Linked DNA regions of Gossypium hirsutum: region 1 is linked to region 2. Evidence: chromatin contacts called from public Hi-C data. All regions are on one chromosome and are shown on one strand. The core of a region is the stretch at or near the end of the contact, and the rest is flanking DNA. Distances in the headings are between cores, read along the strand shown. Region 1 holds the start of LOC107948481 (isochorismate synthase 2, chloroplastic). Region 2 holds the start of LOC107948436 (ethylene-responsive transcription factor ERF070).

Region 1 (7,353 bases), core at 1,778-4,277, 530 kb before region 2:
ATATAGGATGAGCAAAATAAGTTAAAAAGTCGAGGCACCTGTTGCATTGTGGTTTCAAGTGAACGAATGGCTTCATCCCAAGTCCATGAAAGGGCATTGTCCCATGCAATCGTTGTGGCAAGCATTGAACTTCCTTCAAGCTCATCAAACTCAACCTGTCATTTGGTATGTAGCAATAGGTCGTTTAAATACTAAAGAGACAAAATAAAAAATGAACTGAATTATTCCCTACAAACTACTTGGTCAACAAAAACAAGGTCTCAACCTGAGGGACCATAAAGCAAAATGAACCGAACGCCTTCCATTCAGGTGATATATTAGCCGTCGCATCAAAACGAATTGCTCCATATGCACGAATCAAAGGGCACTTTGGAGACAGAAACCTTCAATCCAAAGAAAACAAAGACAACATATAACTAAATCCCAAATTCGTGAGGCATTATTTGCTTTGATCTGACAACTTTATTTAAAAGAAATCTGCATGATTTACCTCTTAATGGACCTCCAATCGTGATATGAGAAAGGATGAAGTTGTTGAAAGAATACCGCTGAGCCGACACCGGTGACACCAACAAGATTATTGGTAAAAGAGGTGTCGCCATTTTCATTACCTATGTCCATCAAGAGATTGAAACCATTTCTATTGGCTCTGCTTCTTCTACCAGAGAAGAAACAACGTGGAAGATTATCATGTTGAGCATGAAGCCACTCGATTGCTTCGATTTGCTCCTCGATCGGTACCTTCAAACAAGACTTACCAATTTCAATTTTCTTCTTTCTTTTTCCTTTGTCTTTATTTTTGCAGAGCCGTTACTTGCGCGGAAACAAAAGAGTTCCTCCAACGGATTTAACAATAATCCCTTTTGAATTTTACGGGTTTTTTAAACAGATAAATCTAAACAATATACATTAGTTTTGATTTTATATATTATTATACAATGGAGATATTTTTGCATTAATCTTCCGCTTCAGTTCTTCCACCTCTTATATTCTTATTGAATCTATCCCTAATTTCTGGCCAGTCAAATACACAACTAGTTTCAATTGACGGTAGAATTGCCCCAATTTAAAGAAAAAAAAACCATTTGGTTATCCATTTTCAATACAATTTGTTTTCTTTTCTACTAAAAACAATTTTTTCTCTCTCATAAATAATTAAAAAGTAAATCTTAACAAAACCGAGTAGGCAATATATATATTGGGAGGTGCCGCCAGACATTCAAGTGACACTCAAGATAAATTCGATTTTTTTCTGACATTGGTGCCACCAAAAAAAAGTCAATGCTGCCATAAAATTCAGTGACACAAATTTTTTTTTAATAAAATCACCGGCACAGCCACATGATCTAACGAAATAAAAATATCAATTAAAAAAAATACATTGATGTCACCACACAGCTTGGAGGCACCAAAAAAAAATTCTGACATGAGTGCCGCCAATGACAACGGCGACACCAAAAAGTATCTGATACGACTTTTTTTATTATTTTGACACAGCTTTTTATTAAAAATTATTTAGTGCCACCAAAGGAAACAACAACACCCATTAAAATATTTTCTTTTTTCTTTTTTCTTTTTTCCCAAAATACCAATATTTTTAATGAGTATATAGAAAAATACACGCTGGTGTCGCCAATGGGAATGGAGGCACAAAAAAAACATACTTTTCAAAACCGACAATCATTGGGTAATGATGAGAGACGGTGCCACCAATGGCAATAGCAACACTGATGGTCATTGTAGAAAACAAGTTATTTTCGTATAATATTTTGCACCTAGGTAATTTTTATAATTAATCAATTTTTTGGGTCAATTATGAAAAAAAAGTTGATTTTGAAGCTTCTATTTCGTCCAACTTTTAATATATATATCCCCGCCAATTTTATTATCTTTCAATTATTTTACTTTTGGTATACTACTAAATTATTAAATTTATATTTAAAAAATTATAAAATTAATATTAAATTATTTAAAAGTTTTTATTTAAATTACTCTGTCGTTAAATTTATTACTCTATGCCTTTTTTATTTGTATTGGCTAATCAATTGAAAGTTCTCTTTTTCATTCTCTACAAATTTTTTTTTATGAAATAACTTTAATGTCACAAATCTGCGAATTAAAATCCAAAAATCTTTCTTTTCTGATATTTGACACTGATCGTTAGATCGACTTAGATCTAGGGCATATTTTTTACTCATCAATGGGTGTTGATCCATCATACCAATCATCCAAATATTGCTTAGAAATCACAAATTAAATTAAAAAAAACTTAACAATTAAATGAATTAAATAAAAACATTCAAATAATTTAATTACCGTCTTATAATTTTTTAAGGTTAGAATACCAAAAACATAAACTTATAATTTAGTTGAGTCAACTTGCATGTAAATTTTTTTATTGATGAAGGGATAAGGAAAATGGAAGAAATGTCACAACCAACCACGTAGCAACAACCCATTATCTCGGAGATAATGCCAGAAAGAAATTAGCAAATTTTTCGTGTTCCTAGATGTAGACTAGTATTTGGACCATGTTTAATTATGAAGGAAGGGAAAGTTTACCTGAAGTCGAAGAATGCCAGAGGTAAGAGGAGGAGGGCTGCATTTCAACTCTCTAATGGCTACATTCAACCTCTCCATCGCCTTTGATGGAGATGGAACGACAGTTAATGTGCGTGTCTCTATGCTGCCTACAGGGAGTTTGGGGTCTCCTTCGCACCCATTCATCCATGCTACTGCTCTCCTAGCTTCATTTCCAAACATTCCTTTTCCGTAAATTATATTGTAAATATGATGGGTTAGCAGAAAGAAAACAGAAAGTATAGAATTACGTTGTGAAACACTGGGAGGAAATAGATGGAATGAGTGTGAATGTGAAGGGAATAAAATAAATACTGATGCATTATTTGTTTCCAATTTTTTTTCTTTTCTTCCACTTTTTCAATGAAGAATAAGTACTGATGCTTTGTTCGTTCCAAATTTATCTTTTCTTCCACTTTTTCAATGAAAATCTCACCAGCCAATCTCATTGCATGGAAAAATATTAAATGGGCCCTTTTTATCATATTATCTATTGTCTGCATCTGATTCCTTTCTTTTTCATTTTAATTACCCAGTCTTGTAAATTTCTATTGTCTTCATCTGCTTCCATTCTTTCTCTTTTTTCTTTTTAATTTCCCAGTCGTGTAAATTTCTTTTTCCCGCTTCTTGTACTGATTTACATAGAAATTCCCCTTTTTTTTAATTAATTATTGAATTAGGCCCTTTTTTTTGTAAAATTACGGGATTGAGTTGAAATAACGAAAACGCGACTATTTAATTAACTATTAAAACCAATGGCTTCCCTCCCCCCAAACAGACTATAGTTTTTTTTTTTTTTTATAACCCCATTCCATTTTTTTCTCATTCAATCTCAACTTTCTCTCTCAAATTCTTAAATCTCTTTCAAATTTTTCTCAATTCCTTCTTAATCTCTCGCTCAAAATTTATTTCTCTCTCAACGCTCTTTTTTTTATTATTAAAATTGTATTAAAATTTTCTTAGATTATTTTTTCTATTACAATTTATTTCGTGTTTTTCAAAATTAGCAATAATAAAATCTCTAATCTGTTTGGATGACAAACATATTTTGGTCAATCAATTGTAAATAGTAAGAATTTTTTTATTATATTTAATCAAATTTAATTTAAATATTTTCTTATTATATTGGAATTTAATATTTTGTATTTTTTTTATATAGGCCGAAGATCAAATTTTGGAGACGTATATTCGTAATCTACCCACTCCTTCATCACCCTTAATCGAACTTTACTTAAGAGATGCATGATTTTTGCACATGGCCCTTATGGGTAGGGGTTGTAAATTGGACCTTGCAATTGTAAGTGGGTTGGTGGAAAGGTGGGACCCGAGACGCACACATTCCATCTTCCATGCGGTGAGTGTACTATCGGTGGATAGGCTGATAGCGACTGAGTCAATTTACACAGTCGATTGGAGAGATGTATGCGAGCAAATTTTGGATAGGGTTCCGAAAATTATTTATGGAGCCCGAATAGATCTAAATAGATTAAGAAGAACTTTCAGTGGCTTAATGAGGATCCGAGTGAAGTTCAAAGAGAACAACACGCTCGGACATACATTTAAGGTGGTTGCTAAAACTCGTCGACTTCAAAGAATCAAGTGAATTCAGTTGGGGGTCAGTCGTATTGGCAATCTTGTCTCGAAAGATGTGTTGGGCGATGGAACCACCAAAAATTAAAATCGGTGGTTACATGCTATTACTCCAATAATGGGTGTGGTATAACTGCCATTTTTACGTCATCGAGCGGACTACCCCTATACATTCCCACTCGTAACAATGTAAAATTCATTAGATAACATATTTACCATAATAAAATTATTTAAATTTTAAATTATTGTGTTAACATATTATTTCAATAGGTGGAACCATAGACCAAGTTACGTGGAACTACCAGATGAGCTTCGAGATATATGGCTTCTGTTAGACCAACGATCGAAAACAGAGGTATGTATTTTTTAAATTTGAATTATATAATATTAACATAGTTGATTTAAAAATTAATAGTATATATATAACAAAAAAAATTATTATTTTAACATAGTTTGAATGGACGCCATACTTCGATTCAACAATTCAAGAATGCATCCCGTCCAATTCTTGGTGAATCCCAACATTTGACATGTGAATGTGTCATTGGTAGTGTATGCTATGGTGGAGATGCACAGATTGGATAGAGTGTTATGGCAATTTGGGTTTAGGCAATTGATTCCGCTGGCACCCCAAGACATTGAAGATCTGCATCATATCAACTTGTGATGGAGAACGAATGAAAACTGACCTACATTCCACGTGCAATATATCAACATTTGGAATAATAGGTACAAGTTTTTACCTACTCGCAAGGCCATTATCACTCGGAGTTAGCTTTTGATCCAAAGTACATGCCATGGTTTAGGGTCCATGGTAAGCCATATTTGTTAGCGGAAAAGGTGAGGGGTAGACAATAGCATACGAGGAAGCCACGACAGACACCTAGGCATCCAAGGTCTGGCAGAGTTGTCGAGATAGGTCCATCGTTTACACCTACACAAGAATCGACACTGATGGTTGCACCACCCTGGTAAGTATGACTCGACTTATTTTAGTGCTTATACTAACCCCAGCATTTTTACACAAGCACCACATATTGCACCACATTTTTTGTTTCTATTTTGATGTCAGGTTTTGTTTTTGGACATTCGTCCTTGACATATTACACGCTGATGTCATCGATGTTTCAGATAACGATGATGCCAATGACATTTAGGCCATCTATGTTTGAGGCCTCAATCAAAAGTTCGATCATTTTTTTATCAGTGTATGGGACACAATATAGTTATACCCCTATGCTAATGGTGTCGTAAACACCTTCGGGATCATTGTTTTACCAAGGTGGACTATCTTTGCAACCATTTATTCCTAGAACATAGGATACATGATGGCAAATGATAAGTAACTGATCGCAATTAACTACAGACGAAGATGAAGAAGATGAGAGGCTGAGACCCCAGCTTGTACTGGAGGTTGAACTAAGAAAAAATCTGACTCCCAACCGTCCACCAACCCGATGTGGCACACATTCTGACTGAGGATTGGATTGATTTATTTTATTTTTGTACTTATCATGTAAAATTTTAAATAAATATGTAATATTTTTATTGTATCGATGTTAGATATGAAATGTTTTTAAATAGATATCATTTTTGCATCAAAATTGGTTATCGTTGTCATTTCATATTATCAAATCAAGTCTGCATGAGAACAATGGAACAACAAAATTTGAGTATGAATGGAAAAAAATCAACAAATAGATTTCAGTTAAAAAAATCGATTAAAGAATTAATAAATATGTTAATAAGGTGTTGTCATTATATTATCCTGTCGATGTGGAAATGATGACATTATATGCCTTGGGTTCCTACATCACTCGTATAATCTTGGTTGATTTGTCTTCTCCCAAATATCCATGTTGTGGCGTATCTAAGTCGATGTTGGTCAACCATTTTGTTTGCGACGCAATGATCTATCGGGGAACAACTTGAATGGAGCACTTGATACTGGCGGTCACATACATTCATCTAGGACCGGTGGGAATTCGTTTCTCCACACATTATACATATGCTTTAGTTTGTACACTTTGTCTACAAAGCTCATGTGATCCAAACATTAATTGTTACATGCTACAATTGCATGAGCGTATGGAAAACGAAGTGCGTCAAATCTCCTACAGCCACAAGTCCATTGTCTCAGGTGTACATGGTATGCTCTTCTGAAAATACCTTGGTTCGGTCTATCAAACTCCGTAACCTAAAACAATAGGTCTTCGAGCGATTGACACTCTTGATGCATACAGTTCGCTCGTGCTGTAGCCTTCCTGATTTCTTCCAGTACATTCTCGCTCCAAATGTGGCCACCCTTCATATGTTCAACATATTTTTCCACTCGCTATGGCAAAAGGTCAGCCAAAGTAAAATATGTTTCTTTGACAACTGAGGTTATCGGCAAATGATGCGTTCCCTTCAATACAAAATTGATGCATTCCGTCAGGTTTGTCATCATATACCCATATCGTAAACCCCCCGTCATATGATTGTTTCCACTGATCGAAGGGTATGTTAGAGAGGTACCCCTACCCCGACACTGTTAATTGCCCGTAAGTTTTTTAACATTTCATGTAAACTATGTTTGATGAGATCGTACACTGTCAAGAAAATTGAATAGTTTATTCAAAATGCCCAACATTTGTTGACTGATTATATATCAAACAATTGAAATAGTGGTGCATACCTATGTTGATCACTTGTGCTCGCTGAACTGCAGAATTGTGCTGTCTGTGGTAGTTTGCCGCAATATGTCTTAGACAGTACTTATGGTGTGTACGGTCCAAAAGCTTTCCAGTAGTTCAATTGCGACCAGTATTCCAGGTCCCCTGTAGGAAATGACGCATATATTGTGTTAGGGGCAAACATGCCTCATTAGTCTAGACAGGAAGAAATCCCAATTGTTTGACTCTCCTGGCATTATTGCATAGGCAATCGACAGGATTTTTCGATCGTCATCCTGTGCCACAGCCAACAACAACCAAAAGTTTGAAGCTATCTAAAAGTTCAAAAATAATGCATTGAAAAATCTGATCTACCTTAACCTCTTGTGAACAAAATGATAAAAAAACCAGTTGTTTAAAAAATAATTGAAAAAAAGTTACAAACTAAGATTTAATCAAATCGAATAGTTTGAGTTTTGATTATGAATCAAATTGAATTTTACAATTCGAATAATTCAAATATACGATT
Region 2 (6,298 bases), core at 3,618-6,117:
AAATATTATTATTTTATTTCTTGTTATAGTAGAATTGTTGTAGTTTTCCCTATAAATAAGGACTATGGGTTAAGTCAAATAGACACATCATCGAGCGTAGCTAGTTTGCTAAAATATAGTGACATTATTTCTTAAATAAATTCTATCTTGATATTTGATTTCTTTATCTATAGATAGAATTAACTTTTCATTGTGTGATCAATTCAAGAAATTAGAGCCCACTCTCTGAGCAACTAAGGTTTTGAGTATAAGGAAAAAGACCATGTTAGTTGAAAGTCAAGAACTAGTAAGATTTGCTATGTGAACAACACATACTAAATTTGGTAAAATTTATTTTCATAAACAACACAATGACTCGATTTTAAGAGTAATTTTAAAATTTCGCTATGCAAACATTCTTGTTTTCTATATTGAGTTTTCCAAAACATATATTTACCTTTTAACCAGTTCAACCAGTTTCAACACTAAAAAAAGAAAGAAAATGATTTCCAAATAGTAGCAACATATTCGATAACTAATTTCTAGAGAATAGCAACATATTTGATAATCAATTTAACAAGTTCTAGTCACCACCACAATTTTTTAGTTTTTGACATGGCTTTATCAGATGGCTACAATCTCTTCATTTTTATCTTTTAACCATATCCGTTGAATTAAAAAAAATATGCGACGAGATCTTACTTTAAACATGACCTAATTCAACACTTATAAATTTTACTTGGGTTTTTATCATTTAAATTCAAACCTACTAGAGCATATATTTTCCTCCCTTTCAAGGGTTTTGGGATAGCATAAAAAAGTTTTAAACCTTAATTTATATTTAAACAATCTATTATATATAAATATGCATAAAATATCTAGGTATAAAAGAATATAAGAACTTAAAAATAGTTCAAATTCAAATATATTTTAAATATTTTAGCCTTCTGAATGGATTTTAAATTGGAATACTGAACATGTTTTTAAAGTGGATGCCAAGTTGACTATCGATCTGGTAACTAATGTTAAATGTTTTAAGCAATTGTTTGTTGTCTACACTGGAGATTGACTGTAGGACTCTGCTTGAGGAGTTTGATCCGATCATCCAAAGGCTGTCAAGCATAATCTGTAGGGAGAGCAATATGCTAGTTGAAGCCAATCTTCACCGACTTAGTATGTAAGTAATCCACCCTCCAAACTGTGTTATTTCCCTTCTTTTGACTTATTTTGTAATGATCTCAGGTCTTGTAATGTCACTGGTGTTATACCTTTGAGTATGGGCAATTTGACAAAGTTTAGTATATACTTGTTGGGCAAATTCCTTCCACTCTGGATCAATTGCTCAGCCTTCTTAAATTTTTTAATTTTTTAAACAGATTGCAAGATAGAAAATTTTCAAAGAGAAGAAAAAAAAAATTCATAACTTTGATTCAAACTTCTTTTTTTTTCAAAAATCAGAATAAATCATCATCTAAATAACCAAGCAATCAAAAATCGAATAAACTAATGCATGGAATTAGAGAAAAAAGAAATTGTAAATTTAAAGAAATACCTCAAATAGAGTGCTATATTGAAACGAAAAACACCATTGGAATTTTGGTTTTTGAGAAAGAGATTGGCTGAGGTGGATGAGGTATAGATTGAGGGAATTTGCTTTTCTTCTATTCCTTGTTATATCCTGAAGGAAATTCATGAATTGCATTTATCACCTTACTTGTAATAGAAACTTAAACGACCCTTATTATAAAGGATCGCGAATTTGGACTGAATAAATGAGTAACGCATAGTCCAATCCATTACCCTCAATTGTTCTGAACACTCTTGTTTTACTTCAGTTGCCTAATAAAGCATGCTTAATTACTTAATAAAAGATGAGTATATATATTAACAGAACTCTATTCATCTTGCAATCAAACATTAAGCTTGATAATCAACATAGACGTCTCATTACTACCCAAAAACTACTATATAAAAAACTTGATTAAAATGGTAATTAAAGCCTTTATTAGGCAACTGTGTTCAAACCATCCCACCCAATTAAGAAAAATACTTGATTTAAGATATCTGCTTTAATCATGTATTGGCTCTTGAAGAACATTAGTTGCACTATTTGCGTAAATCTTCCTACCATAATTTCTTCAATAGTTTTCACTTTCCAAAGATGATGTTTAAGCATTCATTAAACATGGGAGGAGCACCGGAAATACATGAGATACTTAAATAAGAAAATATTTGCTTACACCATTATTTCAAGTATTATGAGTGAACGTATTCACCCCTTGAGAATTACATAAACACCATATCGACCTGTTTCAGTCAACCTAATTACAATTACTTGGGCACCCATTTCCATTCTGCTACAAAACAAGGCCTAACAGAGGTTTATCAAGTTATCAAATTGGTACCAACAGAGTGATCAACACGCCATATTATTGCTTCCTCGTTCAAAATTTGCATGTCTCATATTTTCTCACTCAGCTCAACTCAAAGTTACGTATCAGAGTCATACCAGATTACTCGGAATGAAGTCTGAATTGAATTCCCCTGTAAGATTTTGATTCTGATAGCCTCGGATGTTATAACTGTGCACCCAGGGATTATTAGTAGAGCTTGTTGCCACCATTTCAAGTCACTTGGATCCACAACTCTGTATCCTTGATGGTACTATCCATGAGGAGGCAGCAGAACTAGAGATTTGCCTTGATCTACAGATCATAATAAGCAAGTAAAACTCACAACATTGTCAAGATGAGCAAACCAACAACACAGAGAGCCGTAACGAGATTTAGGTGAATTCAGAAACTAGATCTCTTAATTCTCACTCAGACCAAATATATACATGAATATTTGATAATCTGTTTCTAGTAACACTTATCACGAGGATAAACCCTTGTAAGTGGTAGGTAGACAAGGTTCGATCAAAACTGCTTGTGGGGAATTCTAGATCACTTTCTTCCCCATTTGAGCCGAAAGGTTGAATGATGGCTAGTTTGTAAACAAGACTCTCCTCCAGCAGACCCTAGTTTTACAAATATGTATATATTCCACTCTATATGAGATTCTATATGTATGTTAAAAGTTATATTACATCAGAATCCATCATTAATAGTGCCTAAGGGCTTCAGCATGAGAAAACTAATATGATCAATGTGGGCATGCTGCATCCAAGAGAAATCTAAATAAACAGAATCATTACAAACACATTGCACAACATCTCAAGACATTATTAACCAACAATACTCAATCATCAATGAACGTAACCAACCTTTTGGAAGAAATGAAGACATAAGGTGTCAGGAAACAGCAGAAGTGGTATATTTACTTAGCTGAGGATGCTGTGCCCTTTGTACTACCACTTTGGCATACCTGCTCCTTTCAAAAGCACCTTAACCAAAAATGAGAACACAAGTTACAAACATCACATTTACATAAACTCCATCCATAGATCCACTCGACCAATTAAGCTTCTTGCTTTGAAATTTAACCATTTTATATCCTATAAAATTACTTCTGGTCTAAATTTCAAAAACATTCGCTGTACTCTATTAGTAATGGGGAAAGTGCATAATTACCTTAAACATCTATATTTGATAAGTACTAAGAATCCCAATTGCTTCAACTTTCACTCATTCACAAATCAATAACTATTCATTCACCTCTATATTTGAAGACAAAAATTTCCTTAAAAATCCACCGACTTTAGAAATTTAACACAAATTGATCGGTGATAGAATAAAAATTCCCAACAACAAGAGTCAAAATATGTACAAGAAAACAACTGACGTGATGGCTACCTCCAAGAACTCAAAGTAACATAAAAGAAAATAAAAACAAAAATGGTAAAGAAAATTTCAAAGAAACAAAAACCAAGTCAAAGCAAGGACATATGTACCTTTAGCAGATTGGTTTTCTTTGCTTTACATTCTTCCACCTGAGAAAAAACAAAATATGAACTAATCGCGTTGCTCGTGGCAGTTCAATTTCTGACACCATTTTTAAGGTTTACAAGAGGAGAAAGGATGGTGAAATTACCTTGGAACTTTGAACGCTTCTTCAAATTTAGTTAACAAAAATCGTTAGTTCTAGTTTACAAAGTAGGAAATGGTGTTAAAAAAGATGTACAATATCATGATCCGATGAAGGAGAAAACAAGAGGAACAAATGTTCGCAGGTTATTACATGCATAAAGTCAAAGATACAAAAACTAAAAAGCCCTAATAACATAAACATCGAGAACACCAAAGGGCAAAAGGGGATAAAGAAGGTTAATATTTACAGAAAATTCAGGACTGAACAGCGTTGCAATCAAGCAACTTAAAGTTAGTAGGAGCGTTAGGTCCACGCAGCTTAACCGCCGCTTGATCATAAGCAACGGCAGCTTCTTCCGCTGTATCGAAAGTCCCCAGCCAAAGCCTCATCCTCCTTCCGTCCCTAATCTCCGCCGCCCATCTCCCCCACGGCCTTTGTCTAACCCCTCTGTACCTCTTCACCTTGCTCTGGCTCGACCCAGCCATTACGTCGTTCTCTTTTGTCGAAACTCCGATAGTGATTTCGTTGACAAGCTTTTTCTTCGGTCGCTTTTGGATTTTCTTCGGAGAGGCCGCTTCTTCGTCGCTGGAAGAGTCGGTAGCATCGGCGTCGGTAACGGTAATTCGGACAATTCGCCGGGAAATCGGTTGTTGGGGTTTTCCGTTCGGCTGCGGCGGCGACATAATTTTAGGGTTGTTTTTTTATAATTTTTTAAATGAGAGAGAAGGTGAAATTATTTGGTTCATATTTAAATTTATTTTTTGTGTTGGAATATTCTTTTGAATTAAACCGTGCAGCGAGCCATTCCGGCACTTCCACCATACGCTCCTACATAAAAAGTGTACAAAATGCTTATAGGTTGCCGGTTAAAATAGAGTTTTTAAGAATTTTGATACAATGTTTGAGGTTTGATTATATTGATAATAAAAAAATAAAAAATAAAAAGTTTTAGGTATTTTGATAAATTAATTGTTTTGGTAAAATGTTAGATATTTTTGTAAATTTGTATAAAAATTGATAAATTGATAGAAATATTGATAAAATCTTAGATAATTTGGTAAATCTAAAAAAAATATGGGTAAATTCATACAAATTATGATAAAACCATTAGAAATATTGATAATTGTTAAGATTTGGTATACCGCTAGAAATTTTAAAAATATTAGTAAAATCTTTAAAATTTTGGTAAATCATCAAATATAATGATAAATCCTTAGAAATATTGGTAAATATTTAGAAATATTGGGAAATCATTAGACATATTGATAAGTCATTGGATATTTTGGTAAAGTTATAGAAAGTTTGGTACTTGTTGAGACTTGGTATAAGGTTTAGAAAATTTGGAAGTATTTGTAAAATTTTAGAAATTTTGGCAAATCGTTACATATTTTAGTAAAACATTAAAAATTTTGGTAAATCATTAGATGTTCAGTAAAACCTTAAAAATTTTGGTAAACCGTTAGATATATTGGTAAATCGCCAAATATTTTAGTAAATTCTTAGAAATATTGGTAAAGTTTCATAAATATTGGTAAATCGATAGAAATTTTGATATATTGTTAGATATTTTGGTAAATCCTTGGAAATATTGGTAAATTGTTAGACATATTGGTAATTCCTTATATATTTTGGTAAATCCTTAGATATTTTGGTAATTGTTAAGACTTCACATGGTGTTTAGAAAATTTTAAAATATTGGTGAAGTCTCATAAATATTGATAAAAAGATAGAAATTTTGATAAATAGTTAGATATATTGGTAAGTTCTTAGAAATATTGGTAAATCATTAGATACATTAATAAATGCTTAGAAATATTGGTAAAGTTATAGAAATTTTGGTAATTGTTAAGACTTGATGTAGAATTTAGAAAATTTGGAAATATTAGTAAAATCTTAGAAAGTATTGGTAAAATGATAGAAAATTTGGTAAATTGTTAGATATTTTAGAAAATGTAACACCTCAAACCTTGCCTAGGAGTTCAAGCCGATCTGGGCGAGTTACACCAACGTTTTGAAAATTGATTTCAGTAATTATTCAAAAAAATTCAAAACTTTACTTGACTTGTGGTGGAAACCCTTTTCAGAGTTTCACGTTTGATTTTGTAGTTTAACATTAGAAATTATCAAGTACTGATGAATTTAGCAAAAACTAAGACGAGCTTAGAAACAGATTACAAACTCAAAAGACCAAAAACGTTTTTACATTATTGCAAAATAATCTGAGCTCCCACACACCATCTGGTCTTAAGTTAGAGACTTACCTGAACACACAAAAACAAAACCAAAATGT

The links. A called contact is a pair of places that touch in the nucleus more often than the background predicts.
Region 1: a Hi-C map of leaf shows a contact between it and region 2, with 4 times the contacts expected there. The contact joins the promoter of LOC107948481 here to the promoter of LOC107948436 in region 2. A contact is called at or near these places in 9 of 34 Hi-C or Micro-C datasets (anther, callus, leaf and 1 more).

What each region holds. Positions count from the first base shown.
Region 1 is chrA04:14,594,746-14,602,098 of Gossypium_hirsutum_v2.1, reverse strand. It overlaps LOC107948481 (isochorismate synthase 2, chloroplastic), which reads right to left and starts at 3,027. Exons shown (of 15, transcript XM_016883044.2): 1 at 2,832-3,027; 2 at 2,563-2,747; 3 at 491-741; 4 at 266-383; 5 at 39-155. The coding sequence starts at 2,727.
Region 2 is chrA04:14,068,250-14,074,547 of Gossypium_hirsutum_v2.1, reverse strand. It overlaps LOC107948436 (ethylene-responsive transcription factor ERF070), which reads right to left and starts at 4,867. Exons shown (of 1, transcript XM_041110987.1): 1 at 4,087-4,867. The coding sequence starts at 4,691. The coding sequence ends at 4,263.